Linked DNA regions of Capsicum annuum: region 2 is linked to region 1. Evidence: chromatin contacts called from public Hi-C data. All regions are on one chromosome and are shown on one strand. The core of a region is the stretch at or near the end of the contact, and the rest is flanking DNA. Distances in the headings are between cores, read along the strand shown. Region 1 holds the start of LOC107863917. Region 2 holds the start of LOC107863914 (sm-like protein LSM2).

Region 1 (5,955 bases), core at 2,069-4,568:
ATTATCATCTTGATTGCATCATTGTACTTATATCTTCAGATAATATGCAACTAGCCAAGCATTTACCTGTTCATAGTGGTAGAGGCTTCATTTTTACTATTTAATTATTCCCCTTCTAGTCCTTACCTGTGATAATCGTTATAACTGTCGCTCTTATATTTTTACCAACCCATTTTGTCGCCTTAAAGTAGCATCTGCGAGACAAGGAACTAACTCACTTCAACCGAGATATCAAATTATTCAAGAAACAAAAATTATTAATTTAGCTACAATATCTCTATCTTCGAGTGTCGGAACCACAACAAACCTATGGCGCTGCAAGCCAGAAGAAAAGCTTTTATGGGCTACATTTGTTCACAGAGGAGAATCAATACAGAAAAGAAAAGCCCAGTAAGTTCTATTTTCAATAAGATAAACCAAATGAACAAGAAAACACTTGACCCAACTACTCAACAAAAACTTCAGAACAGAATTCAAGCAAAGAAAATATTGCTACCTGTCAAAGTATGGAACCAGCATTGCGTGCTTTGTGCTTTTCATTGAGTTCCTTGAGAAGTAGAACTCAGAGATAATTGAAAGTATGTCCTTCATCTCAACCCTAGCACTGGCTCCATTAACTAATAGACGGTCATCAAAATGGATCATTTTTCCTGAATTTAGTCCTATCAAATTTGAAGAAGGTTCCCATAGGTGGAGTGCAGCACTTGGATAAACAAGAGATGGCTGGGACTTTGCATCATGAAACTGTTGTTCGAGATAAGAAGCAAATTCTCGTTGATGCATGTCTATTGCATGTGCCAGTGGCCCCATGAGATCAAAGAGTATAGACATATCTTTTCCACCGCTTTCTACATCGGTTGATCCAGACCTAAGGTACTTCAGAATCTTCTCCTGCTTTGTGCATTGTTCAGCAATCCCAAAGCTAAAGAGCACTGAGTTGAAGTGATTGTCTGCGTTAAAAGATAGGGGTCATAAGTATGGTACAGTATTAAAAAGATACGAATAGTTTTCATGAGCGATAACGGATCCATCTAAGATGATCAAGAAACTAAAACTCAAAATTTAAGCAAAATTTTGAGGAAGCGTGGACTATGAACCTCGCACATCTACGAGTATTGGTCCCCCAATGGTTGATAGGATCCTGACAAAGGGACTGCCTGCCAATAACCGACTCATTGGTTTCCATAAATCCAGTCTCTGATTCAACCTTAGGCTAGCACAACTTGACATCGCCATATCTTGATTCACTCCAGGAATAGGAGAAAAAGGAACGCTATCCTGCAATTAGAAAGAAAGCGGACCATTTAAGTGGATCTAGGATCACTTGAAGTTAAAGATCAGACCAGACTACCAAAGTGATAAACTGCTCATCAATTGCCAAACAACTCGACAATTCTTTAAACAACAGGGAACAACAAATATCAGAAGCAGGGCCGTACGCAACAAAGAATAAGACTGCAGAACTTTGATTACACCTGAGATATCTTAGGTGCATATCCCTTGGTATCCCAAAATTAAAGCAAATCCATAAAAGTTGCAACTCTAATGCAAATAGCGCATCTCTAATTGCAAAAAATATGCTTCTATCATAGGACTGGAGTAGGACAACAAAATGTTAAGCATGGGATGTCTTCCTTCTCAAGTCAGATAATCCAATAATAATATTTGAATACACCCCAGGCTTGAAGGAAGAAAGGAAGACAACTACTAGCATTACTGATCTCTTCTCATTTCAACCATCTTAGCAGATTGTGAATCAGACATCCAGTAAAACCAGCATATAAACAGGTAGAACTCAAATTGTATATATATATAGAGAGAGAAGATTTAGAAACAAAATAAACTTATAAAAATATTGAGTTAATGGTCAAAAACACACTTAAACTATCACTTTTTCATGAGTTTCACACCCCAACTATCAATTCCCTTTTCCTACTTGAACTATAACCATCTATATTAAAACACACCTCGAAGATGATTAAGACAACTATCAATTATATCCTTTTCCTACCAGAACTATTACTATCTACTCTACTATGTGTGTGTTAATACATGGATGGTAACAATGGCGGAGCCAGAAGTTTTACTAAGGGGTTCAAAATATGAAGAAGTAAATACTAAAAGAAACCAAAGGTGATTCAACATTTAAACAGTGTATTATTCCGCTGAAGGAGATTTGGATGAACCCCCTCGGGTCAACCTAGCTCCGTCCCTGGATGGTGATGGTTCAGGTAGAAAAAGACATATATGATGATCGTTCAGGTAGGAAAAGGGAACAACTAATATTTGGGGATGAAACCAGCGAAAAAGTAATAGTTCATGAGTGTTCTGGACCATCATCTCAAAAATATAAGGTGAAACTACAGCCTCTCCAAAATTGGAACAAGAATTGCACTCATTAACACTATATAATCTGACAACGTTCATCAGCAACAATGGAGCGATCACCTGAATCAGACACTTAAATAAAGTACAAATTGACATAACGAAACACGTTAGCAATCAATCATCAATCAATTCAACGACCAAATTTCAATCCCAAACTAGTTAAGATCCACTATAAAAACAGAGTGAAGAAATCCAAATAACTACCTTAAACATAGTAACAAATATCATACATCAAACAGTTCTTAAAATTATTACAAATTGACAAAACAAAATATTTTACCAACCAACACCAAGAAAACAAAAAATAAAACCCCATCAACTAATCAATTAATCAATCACATGGAATTAGTCTAGACAAACAAAAGCTGGTCTGAACACCGCCGTTATAAAAAAGAATCACTCAGTCACTCATTAACTACATCTGAACCCAAAAAGGAGTTCCAAAATCACCTTTACCTTAGAACCCCTTCCTATAGTCAATTCAGGAGGTGAAAAACTCCAAGGAGGATAACCATGAGAAGCCATAAGACAACCTTCAACCATAATTCAGTTCAGAAACTTGTTATCTTAAAAGTTTCTGACCCAGAAAATCTCTCTTTTTAAATCTTGATGGTCACAACATCTGTGGCTTATCCTACTATTCACCTCAAGTTTTCTCAAGATTTTATTGCAATCTGGTGGTTTAGAAACTTCAAGTGGCCCTTTGAGGAATTTGGGGTTACATCTTTTTGCTGTTTTGTTGGGATTCTTGAATCAATAAGACAAAGACAAGAAAGGTTTTTCGACTTTTTCTATGTTTTTGGAATCTTGTGAGAGATGTGGTGGAGGTTTGTTTATTGTATTACGTCAATGTTTTTTCACGCAATTTAAGATCTTTTTTGTTTTAATCATAATTTTGCTTACCACAAATCAAGATTTGATTGGAAATGTCATTTTCTTCCTCTTATTTGATGGGAAAATTCCGTTCATTAAAAGCTGTCCGATAGCTGGTTTATTCAGATATATAAATATGCAAATATTAATAGTATTAAGTTTGATAATTTATTAGGAGATAGCAATTCAAATATAAAATTAATATACTGTATTTATAATTTTAAAACACACATACCTAATATATTTCTAAATTATAAAGATATATATATAAATAAATAAACAATTTTACATTAAATGATACATAAAAAAACTTACAACAACGTAACTCTAGACAACTACAGAACGACTCCTTACAATATGATTATAGTTGTTACCCATAGTATTTTATTGTATTATATTGTTAATTTACATACCATATTTATTTTGCTTGTTCCTTAGATTATATTATATCGTATTGTTAAGATTCATTGTTAGGGTACAATAAAAAGTTTTATTTTATGTAACCAATGATTTGATAAGATTACGTCATTATTTTTTAATTTTTATTTATTATTTAATAATTGTATATTATTTCTTGTCATACTTTTTAATAGTAGTCATATCTCGCACTACTTTTTTTAATAAATTTATTTTTTAAATTATTAATTTATGAGATTATATAATAATAAAAATAACAAAATTTATTCATATATTATATTTATTAAAGTAATATATTAATATACTAATATATTATGAATCAATACGTAACAAGGTGTGTGATTCACCTTCCAAAGTGACCAATTTGAGATTCAAGGTGGCCATAAATTTATACCTTTTGCACAGTACTTCGCTAATCTAGTTTAACAATTTTTTGGTTTGTTGATCAGCCTCTTTAAAGAAAAGGAAAAACAACACATAGAGGGGAAAACGTTGGAAAAAAAGAAAAGAAATAAAGTAATCATTAAAATTATCTCAAATTTGTAAAAAAACACTTAAAAATTCACAGAGATTTTACTATCCCACCAATTTTAAAGTGATATAATCACATTCATTTTAAATAAATTTTAATTTAAAAAAAAAGAAGTAGATATCACACATTAATCCTCATTTGACACATTAATTTAATTAAAGTTTTTTTTATTTCATTTTTAGTGTTTCTTTTTATTTTTCTTTCTTTTTTCTCTTTTTCTACCCACCCGCTTTTATTTATTATTATTTTTTTTAACTTCTCATTTGGTGTTTGATATCCACATTGAAATCCAATTAATTCGGATTTACGCCTGATAAGGCCCGCTCGAAAAGTAGCGCTCCCTATCAAAAAATTTTTCATACCTAATGCTTAAACCAAAACCTCTAATTAAGGGAGAAGTAACCCTATCCACTTAACCACTGATGGTCCTTCTATGTTCATCACTAACCCTTGTCCCCTGTATTATTTTCTTCTTTCTTTCATTGTTTTTCTTCTTCACCAACTACTAATCTCACCATTTTTTATATATGTATAAATCGAGTTTTTTCTTTTTTCATACATAACATGCTTCTTCTTTTTTTCGTTTTGAACAAATCTGAAAGTTTGATATCTCTTCTTTCTTTCTTTTTTTAATAACTTTAGCAAAACTTAAAAGTCAAAATTAAAAAAAAAAATCATTGATACAGATTTAAATTGAATCTCAAATAAAATAGTTAAATAATGTTTTTCAAATCATATTAAATTTTAATGAATTTTATAAAATCATTCAAAATATAAATAATTTTTTCAGATAAAATAATAAAATTGAAAATAGTTAAAGCACCAATGATTAATAATGAGTGAAGTTGTGAATAAGTGATAAAAAGTGAAAGTGGATTAGATTGGGCGGAGGGGAGGAGTAGAAGGAGATGAAAAAAAGGGTGGCATCAATTTTTGAAGAAGAAAAAAGAAATGAAAAAGATTATAATCAGTGCCGGTTCTATAGCTTTAAAATATAGGCAACCATCTTAGGCAATAATAAATTGTAATTTAAAAAAAAAAATATTAAACACTTGTAGAAAAAAACAACTTTTTGTATAAGAGAAAAGAATTATTAGAAGAAATTTTGTATATATGATATACTATGTCTCGAAAAGATTAAATAAATTAATTATTTTATTAGATGAAAAAATTATTCACAAATTGCATATCAAGAATTTAAAAGGTAGACTTTATAAAAAAAAAAATCATAAAAATTTAAGGCCTCCATTTGATTTTTGACATTAAGCCACTAATATGATTAAGCCGTCCCTGATTATAATAATAAGAAAAAAATGAAAAAATATACTTTACAATAATTTTATTTTTAAAAAATAAAATTTTAATCTCTTCCTTAATTCTTCACTCTCTTAACAATATAGATGTAATAATACCACTTCAAAATTATTTAGTTATGTAATACGACCCTCATAAATTTTAGATATCTCTTTAAGAATTTAAAATAACTTTAATGGTTAATGAAGTAAGAAGCAAGAAATAACTCATGAATAATGGGGTAAGAAATAACTAATCATATTAGTCGTATAATTAATTACTTTTCAAATGATAATAATTAGTACTTTTTCTATTATAATTTATGTGATAAGAAATGATATCTTTTCTAACTTCAAAGTTTTCGTTTTAGTTTTATTGAAATAATTTATGATCGTAGAATTTTTTTATTTTAACCTATAAATTTTAAAAATTGATATTTTTCTCTTACGGCG
Region 2 (6,606 bases), core at 2,486-4,985, 140 kb after region 1:
TCGATATCAACTAATCATTGACCCGCTTAACTTCTACCACCAGACCTTTAAGCTTGTCATCAACTAAGATACCTACCCATTCCTATGTCTCACATTACCAGAGTACCATAACTTAAACCCGTCCATATCCTTTGCCTTAAAGCCTATCCATTTAGTCTCCTGGACACAAGCTATACTAATCCTTCTCATCCTAAAAATGTTCACGAACTCCATCGACTTACCTTGAAGAGTCCATATATTTTAAAACCCAAATCTCAACCTAGAGTCTCACTTGTCCCACTTAACTTACTACCCTTTTCCCTTAACCCCAAACTCAACCCTAAAACTAACCCAACCCCAACCTCAACTCTGACCTACGATATGATCCTAGTCTACCATTAACCACCAATGCCACTACTCAATAAAAGAAGAAAAGAAATAAAAAGGAATAATATACTGGAAAGGCGTAAAACACAAATAAAAAAATAGAAAAGTCCAGGAATAACACTGCTAAAAAGACCACTAGCAGATTATAATACCCTAAAAAAGACATAAACTAAAAAAATCAAAGACTAGAGAATACAGAGGATGGAGTTCAAAAAAAAAAGAAGAAAAAAAATCAAACTAGTAGACAAAAACAGACCACCCAAGAGGCAACAATTCAGGAAAGAAAAGAAAAATAGAAATACTAAGTAAAGAGTGAGGAATAGAAACCACTGGAATATGCTAGATAATGGAGAGTAGGGACCCCTGTCTTGATTTCGTTGTTGGATTCCAACAATAATTGATGCCAAAATGGTCGGCAAAATATTACCGTTGGAGCTTCGCCGGAAGAACTTTAGAGAAGCTGGATCTGATTTACCTGTTCGCTCATGAAATCTTGAAGCAAACCATAGCTTTTTAGTCATCGCCGGAACATTATTTCCTGTAGTGAGACTAGTTTGTATCTCACAGAGAAATATGGAGTACCGGTGGAGACAGTAGTGACTAATCGAAGAAGAGGGGGAGAGAGAGAAAGAGAATAGAGAGAGTAGGGTAAATAGATCTGAGTGAAGAGTAGAGAGAAGAATGCCTTACATGCCGTTGAAGAGAGATCGTCGATGCCAGGCTTAACATTCGGTCATTAACATTCGAGAAGAGACGTTAAAGAAAGAGAGAAAGAGCAAAGAGAATTTAATAGTGCCCACAACCTCGATTCAATATATCACCATAATCATTTAATAATTTTTTTTAAAAATATTATGGTTATCATAGTACATTAGTCCAACTTTTAGATTAAAAAATTTGAGAAATTAAATTAAAAAATTAAAGTAGCATAATTAACAACATCTAAACATTGTTTAACTACTTGGTTACATTAATTGTGAGTCCATGTTAATTTTAGACATAATCAAATGAGTATTAATACATGCAATGCTCTCAAATCACTAATATATGATCAGTATATGACAAGAAAAGGTGAAAAATAAATAAAAAATAAAATTAGCGGAATGAACATCATTCGAACATCGTAAACAACTACATCGCATCGTATGAAAATCTAGAATAATTGAATACGTGATCAAGTGAGTATTATATATGTTGTGAGTGGTGTTAAGACTAGTAATGTTTGAAAATAAGAGTTGTTTCTCAAGGCATAAGTTTGTTCTGATTAAGTGGTCCGTACTAATACTCATATGATCAGTGCTAATACTTATTTGACCACATTTTCAATTGATGTAGACTCTCATATGATGTGATTAAGTTGTTTTATAATGTTTTTTTAAATGTTAATTATGCTAATTTAATTTATTTTAAATTTTAGAATGACATTAAAGAGATGATGACCAAAATCGAACCAAATAGATTTGAGCACATGCCTAACACTAGGTATTCATATTACTAATTTATTCCTTCTTCCATTTCAAAAAGAATTATCTACTTTTTTTAATCTGTTTAAAAATGAATGATCCCTTTCTTTTTTTGATAATATTTTAATTTCAACTTTCTATATGACATATTTAAGACAACAAGATTTAAGAATATTTTGGTACATTTGACATATCTTTAATGTTTAGAACCACAAGATTTAAAAGTTTTTTTTTTAATTTTTTAAGCTCCATATCAAATCAAAATATGTCATTCATTTTGAAGCGGAAAGAATATATAGCTATAATATATTAAAGGTGTGAAGACCCTTAGAAAAATGATACAAACTTTTTGTCCTTCATTAAAAGACCCTGCAATAGACAAAATAGTCTTTTCACTTCTTTCCTTCAATAAGTATATAATTATCACAATAGTATTAAATATTGAATATGATAAATATATGGAAAAAAAGTTTTCTACTAATTCTCAATTTTAACAGAAGTACTTTGTTAGGTGAGTTTTCTATTTTAGGTTAAAAAGTCTCAAAACTCTATTGAAATATTACCTTATTAAATATATCTCCAAATTTTCACATAGGTTTTTTTCTTACCTATATATAATAATAGCTTCTTTTTTTTTTAAATCTTTATACATATCTAAATTTTAATAGGTGAGTCCTATATATACATATTAAACTTGTTTTTAGGTTTTAGTCTCATGTTTAGTTTATTTCACTACAAATAATTTTTACTTGTCATTTATTTTCTATTAAATTATTATTGTTCTTCTTCAATTCTAATATTGTTTCTTTTTTTATTTGTAATGAAAAAAATTGAAGACAATTTTCTCGGGGATCAATGGTAGGGATTCAAATATTATGTTTTATGTTTTTTTTTTTTTTTTTGTTATTGGTTAGTTACTTTTCAGAGGTCAAAAGTGCTTATTTTATAAGAATATAGTGTTTGGTCAAACTTTAGGAAGAAAATATATATTTTTGAGAGTAGCAGAAACTATTTTTTAAAAACTTTTTTTTTTTTTTAAAATTGGGGGTAGCTGAAGTGATAATAGAGAAGAGGATTACAAGGTGGAAAATTGAACCCTCACAAATAATATTATATTATGATGTTACGCATCCAAATTAAATGCAAAAAATATATTAAAATGATGCGAAATAGAATTGTGACCAAGTAAGCTCCATTATAAAATGAAAAAAAAATTATGAGTAATTTAGCGACTAATTAACGACGAAGTCCGTATTTAAGCCCAGAATCTTTTTCTATAATGATTATTTCCAAAATGAAGCACGTATTTTAATCACGCGCAAAGCGCGTACACTAATCTAGTAACCAAATAAATGCAAAGGTGATTGGGTTGTGGGGTTTAGCAAGAGCTTTACCCATGCCACAAATAACCTCATGGAGCTCCTAGATCTTAAAGAAGGCCTTAAGCTTGCATTAGAACAATATCTCAAGCCATTAGAAGTCTGCATTGACTCTATGGAAATCATAAGAATGCTTCACCATGGTAACTTACTCTATGATTGAGTTGTTAATGAATGCAGGTGCTTACTAGGGAGCTTGGAGAATCCTCCGGTCTACAACCCCTACAGGAAACAGAATAGAGTAGCAGATATGCTAGCAAAGCAAGGCTCAGAGCGAGACTTTGTTGATAGACTCCATGTCTTTCTAACTTCACCAGTCAATGTAGGAGTAGTTTTTTTGGGAAGATTTTAAGGGGAAATCTCAACCCCGATTTGCAATAAGTAATGGGATTACTAGTTTCATTTGTTATGTTTTTGTGCCGGATTAGGCCTTGCTGGGTAAAACTCCCTTTACTTTATTAATGCATCTACTTTACCAAAAAAAAAAAACTAAATAAATGAGTAGAATAAAATTATATATAAATTAAATTAAAAAAAATCATGCACAATAGGACTCACTTTATAAAAAGGGTTTTGGGTATATTTGCTTGTATTATGTGTTGAAGCAAATTTACTCCAAATTCGGACCATCCGCTTTCACCTCACCACGCACACTTGCCCTTCCGGCCAAATCGAGGTAAGTTCCTTCTTTACATCTCTCTATTAAAAAAAATCCCTACTTTGTGAATGTTTTAGATTAGGAGATATAAATAAATTAATTAGTCAGTCCCTAAGAGATGCTGTTTTTCCTTTTTTAAGTGTAGTATTTGGGACTATAGGAAGTTAAAATTTACAACTGATTTCAATTGCTAATCAACCGGAACAAGTATTTGAATAGTGTGTGCTGTTGAAATTTATTTTAAAGGTTGGGGGAGCGGGTTAGGGATGGTAAGTGGGTTAAAGGAGTTCTAGGATGAGAGTAGGGTTTTGGAACATAGGGATATTGATGGGGAAGTTGATAGAGCTAGTGAAGATTCTTAAAGGAGGAAGGTTAATATAACTTGTGTTCAGGAGATCAAATGGGTGGGAAATAAGTTGTGGTACTCAAAATGCTCGAGGAATAGGAATGGAATAGGCATTTTGGTGGTAAATATGGAGTTGAGGGAGCACGCGGTGAAGGTTAGGATGTTCAAGGCATTTTTTTTTTTTTTTTAGTGTTATTTTTTCAGTTATTTGGGATTATAGGAAGTCAAAGCAACTCTCTGTGTAAAAAAACGGGCCGTTGAGGTGTGTATAGTGTGCTATTGAGTTTTATTTTAAAGGTTGGGGGAGAGGGTTAGGGTTGGTAAGAGGGTTATGGGAGTTGCTAGGCTGAGAGTAGGTTTTTAAAACATAGGATATTGATGAGGAAGTTTGTAGGGGTAGTGACAATTCTTAAGAAGAGTATTAATATAGCTTGTGCTCAGGAGATCAAATAGGTAGGAACTGGTGAGGGATGTAGATGACTATAAGTTGTTATACTCGAGGCTTGAGGAATAGGAATGGAGTAGGCATTTGGTGGTAATTATGGAGTTGAGGGAGCACGTGGTGAAGGTTTGGATGGTCTAGGCATTTTGGTGGTAAATATGGAGTTCAAGGAGCATGTGGTGCAGGTTAGAATGGTCACCAATAGGATGATGATGATAAAGTTAGTCGAGAACACTTACAGTCAGAAGGTGAATATTGTGGAAATAAGGTTGCTGTGATGGATGTATAGGCTTACTAAGAGATATAAGATTAAAAATGTAGATATTCAAGAAAAAGGTGGGCGTGGTCTTTGTGGAAGACAAGATATGGGAAGCGAGGATGAAATGACTTAGACATGAAGAGGAGTTGCACTGAGGCCTAAGCGGAGGTGTGAGAGGTTGGCTATGAATGGTTTCAGGAGAGATAGAGGCTAGTTGAAGAAGTAACGGAAGAGGTGACTAGATAGAACATGGCACAACTCTAGAAACTCTCTACCTTCCAAGGCTAAGGTCTTCATACACATTATCTTCCCACACCCCACTTGTGGGATTATACTGGGTTTGTTGTTGTTGTTATTGTTGTATAGGCAACTGTAATTGTTTTTCCATTTATAGTATATAATACAATAAAAAAGAAGTCTACTTGTGAGCTCCCGTCTAAAACGACTTAATTTATGAGCCCTTCCAGTATTATGAGCCTTCATAATATTCCAAACTAGGTGTTGTCGTTGTACTTTGTTATAAAGAAGGCTGAAAATTTTCGTGTTTTTTTGAAGCAGATAGCTGCCAAGGACACAGAGAACACAGTGATATACTCCCTGGGAGATAAAAATGGTATTGTTGTCTGATCCCTCTTTTTCATTGCTGTATATTCCTATTAATCACGCCTAATTTGTATATAATTGATGTCTTCTTGAGTAGGAAGTTCATTTACCTTATTTGAATCAATTTTCGTTTAAGTTTTTTCCTCATAAATTTGTTTGGTCTATCTGCTAACTCGGTTTTGCCCTTGGCCCACTCTGTTCTCCAGTTGTTTTTCTCATATTTCAAGGATCTAGTGGGCAGAGAAGTGACTGTGGAACTGAAGAACGATTTGGCTATTCGAGGAACACTGCATTCAGTTGATCAGTATCTCAACATTAAGCTTGAAAACACGAGGGTTGTTGATGAGGACAAGTACCCCCACATGGTAACTCCCTCTTATTCTTTCTCTTGCATCTTTATTTTTCTTAGTTTCTGTTTTTGTGTTCGTTTATGGTTTATTGTCTATGTTTAGTTTGGAGATGTATTACATCTTGCCTCTCGTTCACCTTCTCTTTTGTGCGTGTACGGTCTGTTGAAAACCTTTGTTTGGCTCTCTCGTTCACCTTCTCTTATGGGCGAGTACGGTCTGTTGAAAACCTTTGTTTGCTCTCTCTTTCTCAATTCAAGAATGTGTGATTCTGCTCTTTACACGTTTGTTATGAAATAAAACGACTGGATGTTTTCTCTTCCATAGTACTCTGGAATAGTGAACCTGATAGTTTTGCTAGAAACTACTAATGCTGATTGGATATGTGAATCAAGGTCAATTTGAAGTTTGAACTTCTCTGTGCATATATGGTTTTGGTGACTAATGTTCACTGTGATATGGGATTCCTTAGTCTATATAGGGATGAGGTTTTCGATTACTACAACTATGATTGTCTTCGGCTCTTTCCTAGGAATGCTAAAGTTTAGTGTTCGTGCGCAGATTTGTAAGCTGTACTATGATCTATTCACCTTTCTGTTGAATGAAGTACTGATGTTACTTAAGGAGGTCTAGCTTTATATTCTTTGATCCATTGGGAACTGAGAATTTATTCATTACAAGGCTAAGAAGTTGTAATGTCCTCCTCAAAAAAAAATCCTTCTCAAAAGAAGTTGTAATGTGAA

What was found. Hi-C and Micro-C count contacts between places; a contact is called where the count stands out from the background.
Region 2: a Hi-C map of leaf shows a contact between it and region 1, with 2.1 times the contacts expected there. The contact joins the promoter of LOC107863914 here to the promoter of LOC107863917 in region 1. A contact is called at or near these places in 2 of 5 Hi-C or Micro-C datasets (leaf and placenta).

What each region holds. Positions count from the first base shown.
Region 1 is chr3:38,006,427-38,012,381 of UCD10Xv1.1, forward strand. It overlaps LOC107863917, which reads right to left and starts at 3,319. Exons shown (of 5, transcript XM_016710119.2): 1 at 2,845-3,319; 2 at 1,098-1,278; 3 at 497-950. The coding sequence starts at 2,931.
Region 2 is chr3:38,150,385-38,156,990 of UCD10Xv1.1, forward strand. It overlaps LOC107863914 (sm-like protein LSM2), which reads left to right and starts at 3,736. Exons shown (of 4, transcript XM_016710113.2): 1 at 3,736-3,884; 2 at 5,472-5,526; 3 at 5,723-5,881. The coding sequence starts at 5,524.